Regions from separate parts of the Rattus norvegicus genome. Here region 1 is linked to region 2. The links are chromatin contacts, called in public Hi-C maps. All regions are on one chromosome and are shown on one strand. Each heading gives the region's core, a stretch centred on a gene start, on an enhancer-like site or on the middle of the called end of the contact. The rest is flanking DNA. Distances are from core to core; before and after follow the strand shown.

What was found. Hi-C and Micro-C count contacts between places; a contact is called where the count stands out from the background.
Region 1: a contact with region 2 is called in a Hi-C map of liver, with 2.1 times the contacts expected there. The contact joins the promoter of Hsd17b13 here to the enhancer-like site in region 2. A contact is called at or near these places in 6 of 12 Hi-C or Micro-C datasets (the A7r5 cell line, Schwann cells, hepatocytes and 2 more) and 1 of 1 datasets of contacts at active chromatin or transcription factors (oligodendrocytes).

The regions. Positions count from the first base shown.
Region 1 is chr14:6,050,681-6,058,273 of GRCr8, forward strand. It overlaps Hsd17b13 (hydroxysteroid (17-beta) dehydrogenase 13), which reads left to right and starts at 6,109. Exons shown (of 7, transcript NM_001009684.1): 1 at 6,109-6,388. The coding sequence starts at 6,179.
Region 2 is chr14:6,003,795-6,011,278 of GRCr8, forward strand. It overlaps a transcript of Hsd17b11 not described here. Among named protein-coding and RNA genes, the nearest start is that of Hsd17b11, 9.2 kb to the right of the region's middle. Within about 2 kb of position 1,462, at least 8 of the 93 cell types and tissues checked have an H3K27ac peak or open chromatin away from gene starts, as enhancers often do. A contact at or near this core is called in the A7r5 cell line and liver, where this site is marked.

The DNA of each region.
Region 1 (7,593 bases), core at 4,859-7,358, 52 kb after region 2:
ACACATACACACACACAAAACACACACACAAAACACATACACATGCACAAAACACACACAACATACACACAAAACACACATACACACACAAAACACACACACACACACACAAAACACATACACACATACACAAAACACACATACACAAAACACACACACATACACACACACATACACACACACAAAACACATACACACATACACACACACAAAACACATACACACAACACACACAAAACACATACACACAAAACACACAAAACACATACACACAAAACACATACACACAAAACACACACAAAACATATACACACAAAACACACACACAAAACACATATACACACACAAAACACACACAAACACACACAGAACACACACGCACAAACACACACAAAACACACAAAATACGTACACACACACAAAACACACAAACACACACAAAACACACATCACACACACACACACACACACACATACACACACACACACACACACACACACACACACACACACAAAAGGATAGTTTTTTTAATCAGGAGATAGGTCTGTTTCTATCGGGTAGAAATCCTGTGCCTGAAGAACATGAATGTTCTGGTCCAGAGAAAAAAGTTGACCTGCCGATGTCTCTGATTTCTCTCACAAACTGACTAACATCCCAGCTATTTGAGAAAAACACTACTGCTTTGCACTCTTCTTGGTGTTTCTCGATTCTTGGGTATCGAGTGTCCTCTAGAAGTCACATACGGGTCCTGCTGTAGACCTAAGGCTGCCTTTCTGTAGCCGGTGAGAATGTGTGAACTTGGACGGTATCTGTTACACACGAAGCCCGAGGCAGACTGAGCACAGAAGCTCAGTCCAGGGTCTGCCCTAAACTGCGTTAATGTTTGAGCGTTCTGTGAACTCTGTAAACCTCCATGCTGACCTGCATATAGGTCTTAGCTTCATTCCGGTGCTGTGCACTGCTGGGTGTTCAGGCACATGCCCAGCCTAGCTCACCCTCCACCTTTAGACCTCGTCTGACCAACACAAAACCCTAAACTTCACACATGGTGAGATCTTTGTGATCTGCTTAATAGCTTGCTCAAGTGGTTCTCAAGGGTGTGATCTGTAGATGGCCAGTGCCATTTTCCAGTGTCAAAAGGCTGATTTCATGTTGGTAGCATACCTGCTCTGTGGCAACCAAAAATATCTCAAAGCATTCCCTGAGGAACAAAAGTAACTCTAATCCAGAGGCACAGGTTAAGGTAAAATTGGAGCCTTGGAACCAGCTCCTGCATTCAAACTCTCTTGGCTTAGGAGCTTGCTTCCAGCCAGCTGCCTCCCAAGCCAACTTCAGTTTCATTGTTTCCAAACGAGGATTACTTATGTGTGTGCTGTGTGAGTTTGTGAGCAACTTGTGTGTGCAGGTGTCTAAGGAGGCTGGAGAAGGACACCGAATTCCCTGGAGCGGTAATTAAAGAAGTTTTTGAGCTGCCCGATATGGGTGCTGGAAGCTGAATCCAGGTCATTTGCAAGGGCAATAAACACTTAGCCCCTGGGCCATCTGTGTAGCGACTGCAGATTTTTTTAAAAAGACTTATTCTTTTTGCTTATGTGTTTGTGTGTGTTTATGCCATGTGTGTTCATGTGCTCGTAGCAGGGACAAGAGAAGGTGTCAGATGCCCTGGAGCTGGAGTTCCAGTTCCAGCTGGAGTTGTAAGTTGTCAAAGGTGGGTGCTAGAAACTCAGGTCTACTGGAGGACTGAACTCAGGTCCACTGGAAGAGCAGCAGGTACTCAGTATCCGAGCCAGCCCTCCAGCCCCGAAGTATATAGTAGAAGGCAGTGGTGGTGCTTTATTTGAAACAGGATCTCTCTGTGTTATTCCAGGTAGCCTGGCACTCAGTAGGTAAACCAGGCTGTCCTTGAACTCACAATCTGCTCTTTCCGCATCTCTAGTGCTGGGATTAGAGATGTATACCACCACACCTGCCTATTCCTGAAAAATTTAAAGATTTTTTTAACAGTCTTTAAGTTGTGTAAACTTGTGTTCACTTATGAGTACGGACAGGCGCCTAAGGAGGACAGAGACATCGGCTCACCCTGGCGCTTGAGTCAGAGGTAGCTATGAGCTGCCAGACATGGGTGCTGGCAACTGAACTCAGTTCCTCTTCAAGAACCGTATACACTCTTGACCCCTGATCCATCTCCCCAGACCCCAGTACAGATTTTAATAGTATCTCACCAAACACATTGTGAGGAGTAAATAAATGTATGTGTAAAAATCCCCTTAAATCAGCTCACCATGTGCTTAATAAATTCAAACCATCACTATTTGATTTCTATAACCTTTGACTACTTGCAAATTTTCTTGTGTCTACATGCATGTGTGTGTGTGTGTGTGCGCGCGCGCGCGCGCTTTTTCATTTCGTTCCTTTTTGCTTCGTTTATAACTGACTTTGCTGGCAAGTTTGTGTGCCAAGGTACAGAATCTCATTGTGCAACCAGGCCTGTTGCACATCCTGAAGGCTGCAATTACAGGCGAGTGCCAAGGCAACCAGCTTCATACAGCAGACAGAGCTGTGGTTGTGGGGGTGGTGGCTGTCTCTATATATCTGACTACCTTAGGTACCTCATATAAAGGAAGTCAGAACACGTGTGGTTTATCTGGCTACTATTATGCTAGGAAGCGTTCATCAACCCCAAAAGAACACAGTTTGGAACCAGTTCCAATGTGATAGCTTGAGGGTCTTGTTTTGGTAAAAAAAATAAAAAACTGCAGAACCAGTTCCCATGCTACCCTGGCAGTTGCACTCTCTTGCTAGTCCTGGCTCTGGAGGGCCATTGGAACTAACTCTAATTTATCTCAGCAGCTTCACGCTGCCCCCTTCTACTTTCTGACCTGCTATCCGAGAGCCATTCCATCGCGGCACGCTGTCAAGCTGCCCAACCCTTACAGCTCTCTTGGCTGGTTGCCACCATGCTAGGCATACACAGCCCAATTCCGTGGCTGGCCCTGTGCCTCCAGCCACCGTACACTATCTTTTTTTTTTTTTTTGTTCTTTTTTTTCGGAGCTGGGGACCGAACCCAGGGCCTTGTGCTTCCTAGGTAAGCGCTCTACCACTGAGCTAAATCCCCAGCTCCCACCGTACACTATCTTGAACTCAATTAAGTCGCCACATGAAAGAACACATCACACAATAATCTCTGACCCAATTGATAAGATATAATTTGCCCATCTAGACAATACCAAATCCTGCACACACCCATCCCTTAAGAATAGTCTTAACAACCTATAATATGTGCTGAGAGGAATCTTAACATCCACTGCCATATTCTCTCAGCTCCCTCCCCCTCGCTCTGGCTTCCTCAGCCTCTCTAAAATTTTTCTCCTGCCCATTCTTCCTTCTTGTCCAATAACAGACCTCGTTCTATCCTGTACCTGCCTTCACCTGCATAATGACATCAACTACAGGGTCTCTTTATTACAAGCTCAGGCTTGGGCTCTCCCCTAACCCAACCCCAACACAGCAGGACAGGAAGGGAAGGCAGAGCAGCCTCGAACTCTCAGCTGAACAAAGATTGATAGAAAGTAAATGGGGGGGGGGGTAACCTGGCAACCATCTAACTGAACAACTATGGTAAGCCATCAACAGGTGGGTGCTCTGAAGCAAGACCCTATACAACCACAAACACTCTGAAAGGACATCTCAAACAATCAGACTAATCTTTAAACTGTTGCTAAGAAGTTGCTAACTCCAGCCAAGGACAAGCTGTGGGGTCCTTCCTGGTACATGGGTGCAACTCTGGTCTGTTGTAGATAAAGTCTCAGACTTTCTTTTTGTTTTCTTTTCCTCATATAAATGAATTCAGACCTTATGGTGTCTGGCTTATTTCATTTTGCATATCATAACTGAGGACCACCATATTGTAGCACGTATCTGAATCTCTTCCTTTTTCGAAATTTATTTATTTTTACATTTTTGAATACATTGCCACTGTCTTCAGACACACCAGAAGAGAGCATCAGATCCCATTACAGATGATTGTGAGTCATCATGTGGTTGCTGGGAATTGAACTCAGAACCCCTATAAGAGCAGTCAGTGCTCTTAACTGTTGAGCCATCTCTCCAGCCCCCTGAGTTTTTTCCTTAACAGGAAGAATACTATTCCATTGTATCTATCTATGGCTGATACTTTACCTATCTATTGATTGATAGGAGTTATTTCTACTTTTTGATTTTTAGAAATGACTCTAGCCAGAATGTGTCCCCTTAATTTCTTACGCTAGAATCTAGCTTCTATTATGATCAAATCCGGATGATGGAATTTTGGGAGGTGATTATGCCATGCTGGCCATCTATGGTTGACCACAGAGAATCCCCTCATCATTCTGCAGAGTGCAGTGACTGTGAAAGACAGCTGTCTACAAACCAAGGAAACAACCCAAGTACTTACAGCTTGGGCTACACAAACACTAGGACTGTGTACAGTAAGACATCTCGCCCATGGTATTTGTTACCACTGCCGAGGCTAAGACAGTGCCAGCACTTTTAAGTTGAGGTTTATGACATCTGCTCTTGTGATTTTCCCAGTGTTGTGGAGAGAACTGTTTCCTATAACCTAAATTCTCCTCAACCTCAGGGGTTTCAGAGGAAGGTCATGACTTTAATGCTGAACTTCTGTGAATACATGACTTGACTAGTTAAGCTTCCTTGACTCATATTTTAGCTTCCTCTTTTTTATTATATATGTGTCTGTGTAGGTGTGTGACTGTGTGGGTCTATGTGCATTTGTGTTATGTGTATATGTGTATGTGTGTGTGTCTGAATGTGTTTGTATGTGAGTGTCTATGTCTGTGTGTTTGTGTGGGTATGTGAGTATGTATGTGTCTGTGTATGTATGTGTATGTGTGAGTATGTATGTGTGCCTATGTGTCTGCATGTGTGTATGTCTGTGTGTGTATGTGAGTATGTATATGTGTCTATGTACGTGTGTTTTAGGTGTATGTATGTGTGTATATGTGTGTATGTGAGTATGTATGTGTCTATATGTATCTCTCCCTGTGTGTATGCGTGTATGTATGTATATGTGTGTATCTCTTTCTCTCTGTGTGTATATGTGTGTGTGTCTCTGTGTGTGTGTATGTGTGTGTATTTGTGTGTGTATGTGTGTGTATTTGTGTATGTGTGTGTCTGTGTATATGTGTGTGTATGTATGTGTATGTGTATATCTTTCTGTCTCTGTCTCTCTGTGTGTGTTTGTGTGTGTCTGTGTATGTGTGTGTGTCTGTGTATGTGTGTGTGTCTGTGTATGTGTGTGTCTGTGTATGTGTGTGTGTCTGTGTATGTGTGTGTCTGTGTATGTGTGTGTGTCTATGTATGTGTGTGTCTGTGTATGTGTGTGTGTCTATGTATGTGTGTGTCTGTGTATGTGTGTGTATGTGTGTGTGTCTGTGTATGTGTGTATGTCTGTGTATGTGTGTGTGTCTGTGTATGTGTGTGTATGTGTATGTGTGTGTATGTGTATGTGTGTGTATGTGTATGTGTGTGTGAGTGTGTGTGTGTGTGTATGTATGTGTGCATGTCTGTGTGTATGTGTCTGTGTATGTGTTTGTGTGTCTGTGGATGTGTGTGGGTGTATATGTGTGTGTATGTATGTGTATGTCTCTCTCTCTCTCTCTCTCTCTCTCTCTCTCTGTCTCGCTGTGTGTGTGTAGAGTTGGTTGTCTCCCTCCACTTTGGATTTGGGGATCAGACTCAGGTGAGGCTTACATGACAAGCACTTTTGACTGCTAAGTCCTCTCACTAATCCCTTAAAGTTTCATTAATATGCACACACACACACACACACACACACACACACACACACACACACACGATAACAGACCATTAGCTGATGCAATCCTTCCAGAATAACTTTGAGGAGTGAAGTTTTGTGTTGAAACATGGAACACAACTGCTTTTCAGATAAGCGGGTCCAAAGGGCACAACCCACTGGGCTCCCTGACCTATGCTGTGCTTATGTTAGAGACTGGCATTATTTCAAAAACCAATGGTGTATCTGATTCGTCAGGGGACACAGTCAAAGTCTGTCTCTTCTCTGGCAGTCCACAATACCTGACAGGGCTCTCTGTGGAGCTCCGTGCGGGGGCATCTGCTAGGAGAACAGAGTCCAAGGGAGAGAGCAGCTCAGAGCCATGAACCTCATCCTGGAGCTTCTCTTGCTGGTGGGCATCATCATCTACTCCTACCTGGAGTCACTGGTAAAGTTCTTCATTCCCCAGAGAAGAAAGTCTGTGGCCGGACAGACTGTTCTCATCACAGGAGCTGGACACGGAATAGGCAGGCTGACGGCTTATGAATTTGCAAAGCAGAAAAGCAGATTGGTCCTGTGGGATATTAGTAAGGTAAGGAAGCATGTTTCTGCCAGCCTTTTAAAGTCACAAAAATAATAAGGCGTAGGTTTCTCTGCTCACTTGACTTAGTGTCGGCTTTTCTTTGTGCTTTCCGTTTTCAAAGTTTTAATAAATCACTGGAGCCTTTCTAGATCCCTGGGCCGTAAGAGCTAGGTGGAACCAATGCACTGGAGAACTAAGCCTGGGGCGTTTTGTTTGTTTGTTTGTTTCTATCATGGTGTACAATATGATAACGAGACGAAGGGGTCAGGAAGCCTCCCAGCTGCTGAACTTAGGCAAGCCACATAACTTACCTCAACTTTAATTTTTTAAAAAAATCTCTACAATTGGAATAAAACCTCGGAGGGAAACAAAACCCACACGTGATTATTGTCAACAACCAAACTGGCCAATAGGCAGTTTATTGAAGCTAGGAATAACTTCTGTATTTTTAAATTTTCATTTATTCGGTTATTCATTTGTTCCTTTCTGTGATAGGCCGAGGCCGGGACTTATTACGTGCCAGGAGAGCACTCACCATTGAGTCACAGCTGCCACTCAAGGTTTTTACACATTTGAGGGGTTCTCAAAACAAAAAGTACACAAAGGACTTACAGCAGAAACCCATGGTGCCTCCACTCACACACAAGCAACCCTAAAACACTTACATCTGACCTTTAGCAGGGAAAAAAGGAATTGCCAGGTCCTGAGCAAGAAGAGTCCATGAAGAGAGTAACACTTTAAGTACTTAAGGTGGCCTGGCGCGTGCGCAGCACCACATATGGTAATGTCTACATTGCCACCAGGCTTTCGTTTGGACATCTCTGAGAAGTTGTTAACCTCTTGTTTATTTATAAATGCTCTTAACTACCCTTAAGTCTGAAGGTGTTTGACATCTTGTGTCACTTTCTCCTAAACATGCACATTCTCCCACACAGCCATAAAAACATGCGCCACAAGAAACTGTCTCTGGGACTGTAATCTTTGAAGAACTGGACTAGGGACACAGCAGTTATCTAGCATATACAAGCTAGATAGTAGATCCACCTGTGTCTGGGTTTGAGCCCCAGCACTACAAGGAAATCAAAACCAAACGTCTGGGCTGACACATACGAAATACAATGGCTCAGACTGGAGAAACTCGGGGTGTTTGTTTGTTTGTTTGTTGAGAAACAGTTTCCAAAGGTTTCCTTGAGATTTTGCTTGGCTTCAGGCAA
Region 2 (7,484 bases), core at 212-2,711:
ACATGCATACAGGCAAAACATCCATACATAAAAATAAATAATAAAAGTGCTACTAATAAAAAAATAATCTAGTAGGGCAGCTGCAAGATTATTCTTGTCAGTACATTGCAAGTACAATGTGGCTATACAATACCCCTTTCCTCAGAGTCTTCCTAACCAATAGTGTGTGCCTGTAGGGTACCCACCCCCAGAGTCTTCCTAACCAATAGTGTGTGCCTGTAGGGTACCCTCCCCCAGAGTCTTCCTAACCAATAGTGTGTGCCTGTAGGGTACCCACCCCCAGAGTCTTCCTAACCAATAGTGTGTGCCTGTAGGGTACCCTCCCCCAGAGTCTTCCTAACCAATAGTGTGTGCCTGTAGGGTACCCACCCCCAGAGTCTTCCTAACCAATAGTGTGTGTCTGTAGGGTACCCTCCCCCAGAGTCTTCCTAACCAATAGTGTGTGCCTGTAAAGTACCCTCCCCCAGAGTCTTCCTAACCAATAGTGTGTGCCTGTAGAGTACTCTCCCCCTCAGTTTTTCTAACTTGCACTGCAGCATATCATACAACATTGTCTCCAGCATTCATAGTTGAGTAGAATAAATTTTAATAAGTATATTCTATTTGTATATACTTAAGCAATGCAGAAACCAAAAAGCAAATCCTTAGTCTACCATGCCAAGAAACAAGCATTTTCTCAGTTACACAGCATTCTAAGATGGGACACATCAAGGATGTTCAGAGAGCCCAAGAAACACTCTGCAACTAAACAAACAGCTTTGGTTTATCTCAGAGTTACTGTTCAACAAGACAGACTTGTTCATGTTTACAGTGTGTTGCTATGTGTTGCAAGAAAGAGATTTCAGGAAATGTGCTTTTGTCATTGAAAATAAGTACTTTTCAAGGTTTTTCATCAACATTTTTACATGAAATAAACTTATTTAAGCAGCTAGTTGGAAACAAATATGCATGAATTTTGTTTATAATAGTGTTCCCTGTAGTGTGTGCTCCATAAGGAAACTCCCATCAATACATTAAGATCAACTAAAAACTAAGTGATGAAGCCAGGCTTGGAACATGTGCCTGTGTTTCCAGCAACCACAAGTCTGAAGCAAGAAGATCATGATATTGAGGGCAGCTGGGTCTAAACAGCAAGACGTATTTCAAAAAAGACTGGGACCACTTCAGTTATTTTGAGTATGTACAGTTAAATGAAGCCACAAGCCACGTGTAGTATATAACCTATGTGAATACCCAAGAATTATCCTGGAAGACTCCTATTGTCTAATTTCCACTTGTAAGACATTAGCAAATCCTATTGCTTAGATTCATTTTCACTCTTTCAAACCTCAGTCACTCTATTCAAACCCACCAACAGCTTTTCCTTGCTCTCCTGTGATCATTTCTTCCATGTATGTAAGTGCACCAGGTACATGCAGTGCCCATGGAAGCCAGAAGAGGACAGCAAATCCCCTGGAACTAGAGCTGTGAGTCACCATAAGGGATCTGAGAAACAGCTGAACCATCTTTCCGACCCCCACACCCGCCCCCTTAATGATTTCAGATGTACTTAGAATTCACATAAGAGCTGGAAAAGTGCTTGCCACATGACCCTGATAATCGGATTTCAATCTCCAGAACCTATGTAAAGGTGGAAGGAAAACCAGCTGCACAGAGTTGTCCTCCACATGCACACAGCAATATACATACAATTTTTTAAAATGAAATCAAATTACTATAGCTTGTAAGATCTTGCATACTCTGGCCTTGGCTTAGTTTTAAAACTTCATTTTACGACACTCTCCTCCTTGATTGCTATGTCAACCATGTTCTCTTATCACATGTTCTCTTATCAATTACATCCAGTAATTGCTGCCATAATCAGTTCTGCTCGTGTCTAAACTTACAACACACCAAACTCACCTGGATACCATCTCTATCTGCCATAGGGATTTTCTGATGCCAGGGTTGTAAGATACACCCTACAAGGACCCAGTATGATTATACTAGAGACCTTCTGCCCTTCTGGAAAGTACGAAGTGACATAGTATGAATGACTCATCAGAATCACAAGTCTCAACCTCCTACATCATCATGCGTGATCAGCACAACTCTGCAGTCCTTGGCTTTGGCTTTCCCTGTTTCACAGCTCCTGCTTTCATCGCCCTAGAACCATTCAAACCTAGAATCACCTCAAAAGACCCCCACAAGTGTCTTGGGGTCTGCTTTTCTGACATCTGAGCTGTGACCTTGATATGAGAATTGCCTGACAATGAGCTGTCCGGGGTAGGATTCTGACTCAGCCGTGTAGACTTCGTGGCAGATGATTAAATGGAGAAATGATAACGGAGAGAGTGCAGTAGTAAAATCCCTACCAAACCCCACTTCTGTGGGTGGCATTGGCTCTCCAATGATCGGAGAAGTCATTAGGCTAAGGAGTAAAGTTGACTGGCTTAGAAATGGTTCAGCCAATCAACAACCCCAAAATATACCAAATTTTTGAGGTTTTTATCACCATTTAAACACCTTATATACTCAACATGTAGTACATTGAACTAAAGTGCAGGCCTAATGTTTAGTTCTAAAGGTAGTTGAAGTTCAAAAATGAATGCACTTTTCCTAAGTGTCAAAGTGGGTCCGAGTAAAAAAAAGGGCAAGATCTCAAGGGCTGGGATGGGTATGTTTAGGGTAGAAGAAAAGAACCTAGAACTTCCAGGACAGGTCAAGTCCAACAAAATGAATTACTAATTCCAAAAGAGAACTAGCAAGATGCAGAATTGGCTACTGAGAAATGGAGGTTTTTAAGAAGAGAGGCACAGCAGGCTTGTACAGAGTCTGATAGGACAGGGACAGAATGCCCAAGTCTTGAAGAGCCTTTCTTTACAGGCTGAGATAGAGGCCTGCTTGAAGAGGGCGTGGCCATGGTTTACTGAATGACAGACCAATCATCTTTGTCCACTCACTGAAATGTCTCAAGATTACCCACCTGTGTCTTATGGAGACTATACATCTAAGTTGCCAGAAAAATCTGTTCAGAGAGTGACTTCTTCCCCAGAGTTAACAGTAAATGTCACTAGCTTCTGGCTGCTGGCTGCTGTACACTGCAGAAAACAGGTAGCCTCACACACCTGCACAGAGAAGTCAGGATCAGGAATTCTTTTTTCTTTCTCTTTTCTTTTTCTGGTTGGTTGGTTGGGCTTTCATTGTTGGTGTTGTTCCTCTCATAACTTAACCGTGAGCGTAGCTAGCAGAGGAAAAAAAAAAAAGATGTAAAGGAATCAGGAGATTTTATGAATCAGGTAGAGAAGGGTGGCTTTGGAATGAAAAAGCGATAAGTCAGGAGGAGGCATAAAAACAAGGAACGGAATCCAGAAAGGAAATGTAAGGGTGGGCAGGTGGCTTGTTGCACAAGCTTCAAACAGGAGTTCAAGTCCTCAACTCCTGCATAAAGCAGGCCACCTATAATCACCGTGCTTATGGAGCAGAGACAGGCAGACTGGTTATCTAACTAGCTGAATAGGGAAGCTCAGGTACACTGAGAGAACCTACCTTAGTAAATAGAGAGGGATCAGTCAAGGAAGACACTATTGGCCTCTACACACACACACACACACACGTATGCATGCACACATATCACACAAGCATACATACCACGCACATCACATCACCCGAGTAGGCAAAAATAAAAGTAGAAGCAAAATGTAGATAGGGAGATAGATATGATAGATAGGGAGATGCTATTGACCTGGCAGCATCCCCTTGTGACTCTAGGTTCTACAAACCCTTGGAGTTGTCTTCAGAATATTGCTGGAAGGCCTCTGTTAAACTTTGCCATGAGAGCCTGCAGAAATGATATTAAAATGTTAGCCTTGTCTTAGCATTTGGAAAATTTGTCAGAATGCTTGGGGACATGGGGACATTAGAGTGAGTTTGTATTTGAGATGAAAGAGTCCACTGTGTCCTCTAAGAAGGTCCAGAGGATCTAAGACTCTTCCTGTGAAGCAAAAAGTTAGGAAGACCCTAGTGTCTTCTACAGCTTGATAGCCAAGATCCTGCTGAGATGCTGCAATGGAATTGTGCTTTCTTCTGCTAGAGGAGCAAAAAAGACTTAAAATGGCCAGCACCACAGAGGCAAGGTGAGCATAAATGCCACAAAGGACAACAAGCCTAAAGGAGAATGATTACCAACCCACAGAGAACCTTGACCATGACACTAAAGATTCCTAAGACATGTGTGGGTATAACTTGAATTAAAGAGAGAAGGAGAGGCAGAGAGAAGGGAAGGAGAGACTTGCCATCAGTAGTCATAGTAGATAATCATGATCTTTTGCCCAGTTTGTCACTATGAACTTTGATCCAGAGTCACTGATCAAAGGAGAGTACTAAACTGACAGCACAGAAATACAGATAACACATTCCTCCAGCCCTTTTTCAAACCTGTTTATGACTATTCAACAGAGCAACTGTATACAAGGCAAAGGTAACAGCCAGACTTTACTAGGGCTCTTTGATGCAATATTTGCTCTGATACTCATATCAGGAAAAGTGAATTGCTATAATGACCTCTCTGCTAGAAATTCACCCACACTAGGTGATACATGGAATCTTGGCTACATTCAAGGCACAGTGGATCTTTTGGCTCTTTGAGCCCATCCTATAGATATTTCCTTGATCACCAATAGAAATTGGGGATAGGAATACTTCCACACCCAAGCTCGGAAGGGCCACTGGGGAGAGGAGGGCCAAGTGAGTCAAAGGTATTCTTACAGTGCTGCCAAGAGCAGCACCACTATCAAGGGATTCTGTAGCATAGGGAAGTCTTCTTCATCAAACTCTCATTGTATCCGGTCCCACTTGCCAGATCAGAGGCATATTGTGGGTGCTAGTAGACAGACTCACAGAGAATTAATCAGACAGCTGCCTCAATCTTAGGAGCTCTTCCACTGTGATACCAGTCTTACTACAGCTGCGGCACTCTGTATAATTGCTGACCTGGTTCACATTTTCCCTCCAATCTTAATCATTTTAAAGAGTAGCAAGTGGTTTCCTTTCAAAGGAAACAGGGCAGGGACACATTCTCTGTGACCCTTTCAACTCTTCCACCAGTAGAGCTCACAGGGACCTTACATCAAGTGACATTCTGCAGAGCACGCTTCTGGATCATTATGGTGATAGCATCAGAGTGCATGGGCTCAGTGGTATAGCAAACAGCTTGTGATCTGGATGCATTAATGAGACATTAAACCCCACTGGAATCCAAACATCTGTGACATCTATGAAGTGTATAGATGCCCAACAATCCGAGGTGTCCCTTGAAGGTAAGATGCATGTTGATGCTATTTCTGTCGTGTCCTACTGAGAATAGGTGACATCATGGCCTCTTTGGGTTTTGAATATCATACATAGAGAGACAATGATTGGGAAAATGGCTTTGGCACATTTATTATCTCAAAATAATTTTACTTTTGAATAAAACCCAGAGGAACACAGTGTTCTAAATTAATCCAGCCTGTGCTGAAGGATGTGGTTTTGCCCCAGAACTTATCTATGAAGGGGATAAGAGACAGAATGGTGGGACTGGAGAGATGGTTCAGTGGTTAAAAGCACTGACTGCTTTTCCAGAGGTCCTGAGTTCAAATCCCAGCAACCACATGGTGGCTCACAACCATCTGTAATGAGATCTGATACCCTCTTCTGGTGTGTCTGAAGACAGCTACAGTGTACTTATATACATTACATAAATAACGTAATTGTTTTTTTTTTTCAAAAAAGTGGCATCTTCCAGTGAAGAGTAAGAGTAGGAGGCCCTAGGGGTTGGGGATTTAACTCAGTGGTAGAGCGCTTGCCTAGCAAGCGCAAGACCCTGGGTTCCGTCCCCAGCTCCGAAAAAAGAAAAAAAAAATAGTAGGAGGCCCTGAGGCTCTGCAGCACAACTATGAATTTTATAGCCTGGACTCACTATTTGGAAACCCCACTCCAGGCCTATTACATAGCCCTAGTGGATTACCAGTCCCCAACCATGGGAACTCAAGTGACCGTGGTCCATGAAGTTCCAAAAATAACATTTATTACCCAATGAAGGAGTCTACAAATGTTCTTCCAAATTCTGTAAAATCAGTAAATATTTCCTCCCCCAGTGCTTTTTGCTCAATGTTTTATCATAGCAGCAGAAAGGCAAACTAGGACCCAACCCTCTCTCCCATACAACAGTTGTGTGTGTACCTTCAGTCCTGCCTCTAAGAGTCACATTTTTCTATTATAAAAAAAAAAAATCTTTCTTTTTCCCTAAACAATCTTTTACCAGTTCTCAGGCCCTCAAATGCCAGATACTGGAACATAAAGTGTTTCCTCTCTGACAACTGAACCCTTGGGCTCTGAAGGAAGACTGTCTCTCCTTGCTGTTTAAAACCCAACTCTATCAGGAAGAGGGAACAACTGCAGAAGGCTGGAAGAGATGAGAGATGCCTATTGGGGGTGGGGGGTGAAGCCAGATCACCTCTCCATGGCAACAAAGGAAGAGACAGTTCTTATGACTCAGGTGTGGTGATGGAATGGGAATGCTTCATGTGATCGGTCCTACTTTCATCATAGGCCATGATGTCATAAGATGAAAGGAGGGTGGGAAAAGTAGCATAGACAGTTTAAAGACTGACAGCAGTTCCTCCAGAAGCCTGGGGATCTCCCATCAGCAGTGATTGAGGGGTTTGTTTGCAGAGGGTTCAGCTTGCTGCAGGCATGGCATATGACAGAATGGCAGGAACCTCAAAACACGTTAGAACAACCAACCTGGGCAGACTCAGGAGATCAGAGAGGAAGAAGTCAGGAGTCAGAAAAGTGGAAGCGAGTCTTCATTAGAGAAAGACAGACAAGCAAGAGAATTTAGTACGTTCAGTCAAGTGGATAAGGTAGAGGGCTTGGGGTGCTGAGCATGGAGGACTCCAAGCTGAACTAGAGATCAGTACAGTAGTTGGGAGACTCAAGGTCATGAATAAAAGCATGGATAATAAAACCAGATAAGAGGAAGGGGAGGAAGGCTCTAATTTTTTTCTTATTTACACTTTCCAGCATAGATTGGCCTCTAATGCATAATACTATGTAATGTTTTCATTAGTTTTCACCCAGAGAGTGAGCTTCCTTCTCCCCCAATGTATCAAAGAACAGTGAACTCCCAAGAGTTATTACAGGTTATCACTGGTAGATAGCTAACACCAGTAAGTCAACTTCTTACTTAACAGTGATGATAATAAGGGGATCAAGGGTTCTCACAGTTTCCTAAAGCCCTCAGGGAAATCAAGCAGATAAGTCTTTAGGGGCTTAGAAGGCTACAAAAAAAAACAAAGATGATCTTTGAAAATGTAAGGACTAGTGAACCTCAGGTAGCTCAGTGCTGAGATGACAATAGGAGCAGGAAAGAGGAAGTGTATGAAGCACAGTGACTAATGCTATGTATAGTTAATAAAGGACACCATCCCACACTACGCTGGGAAGGTAGACATCTAGATCTA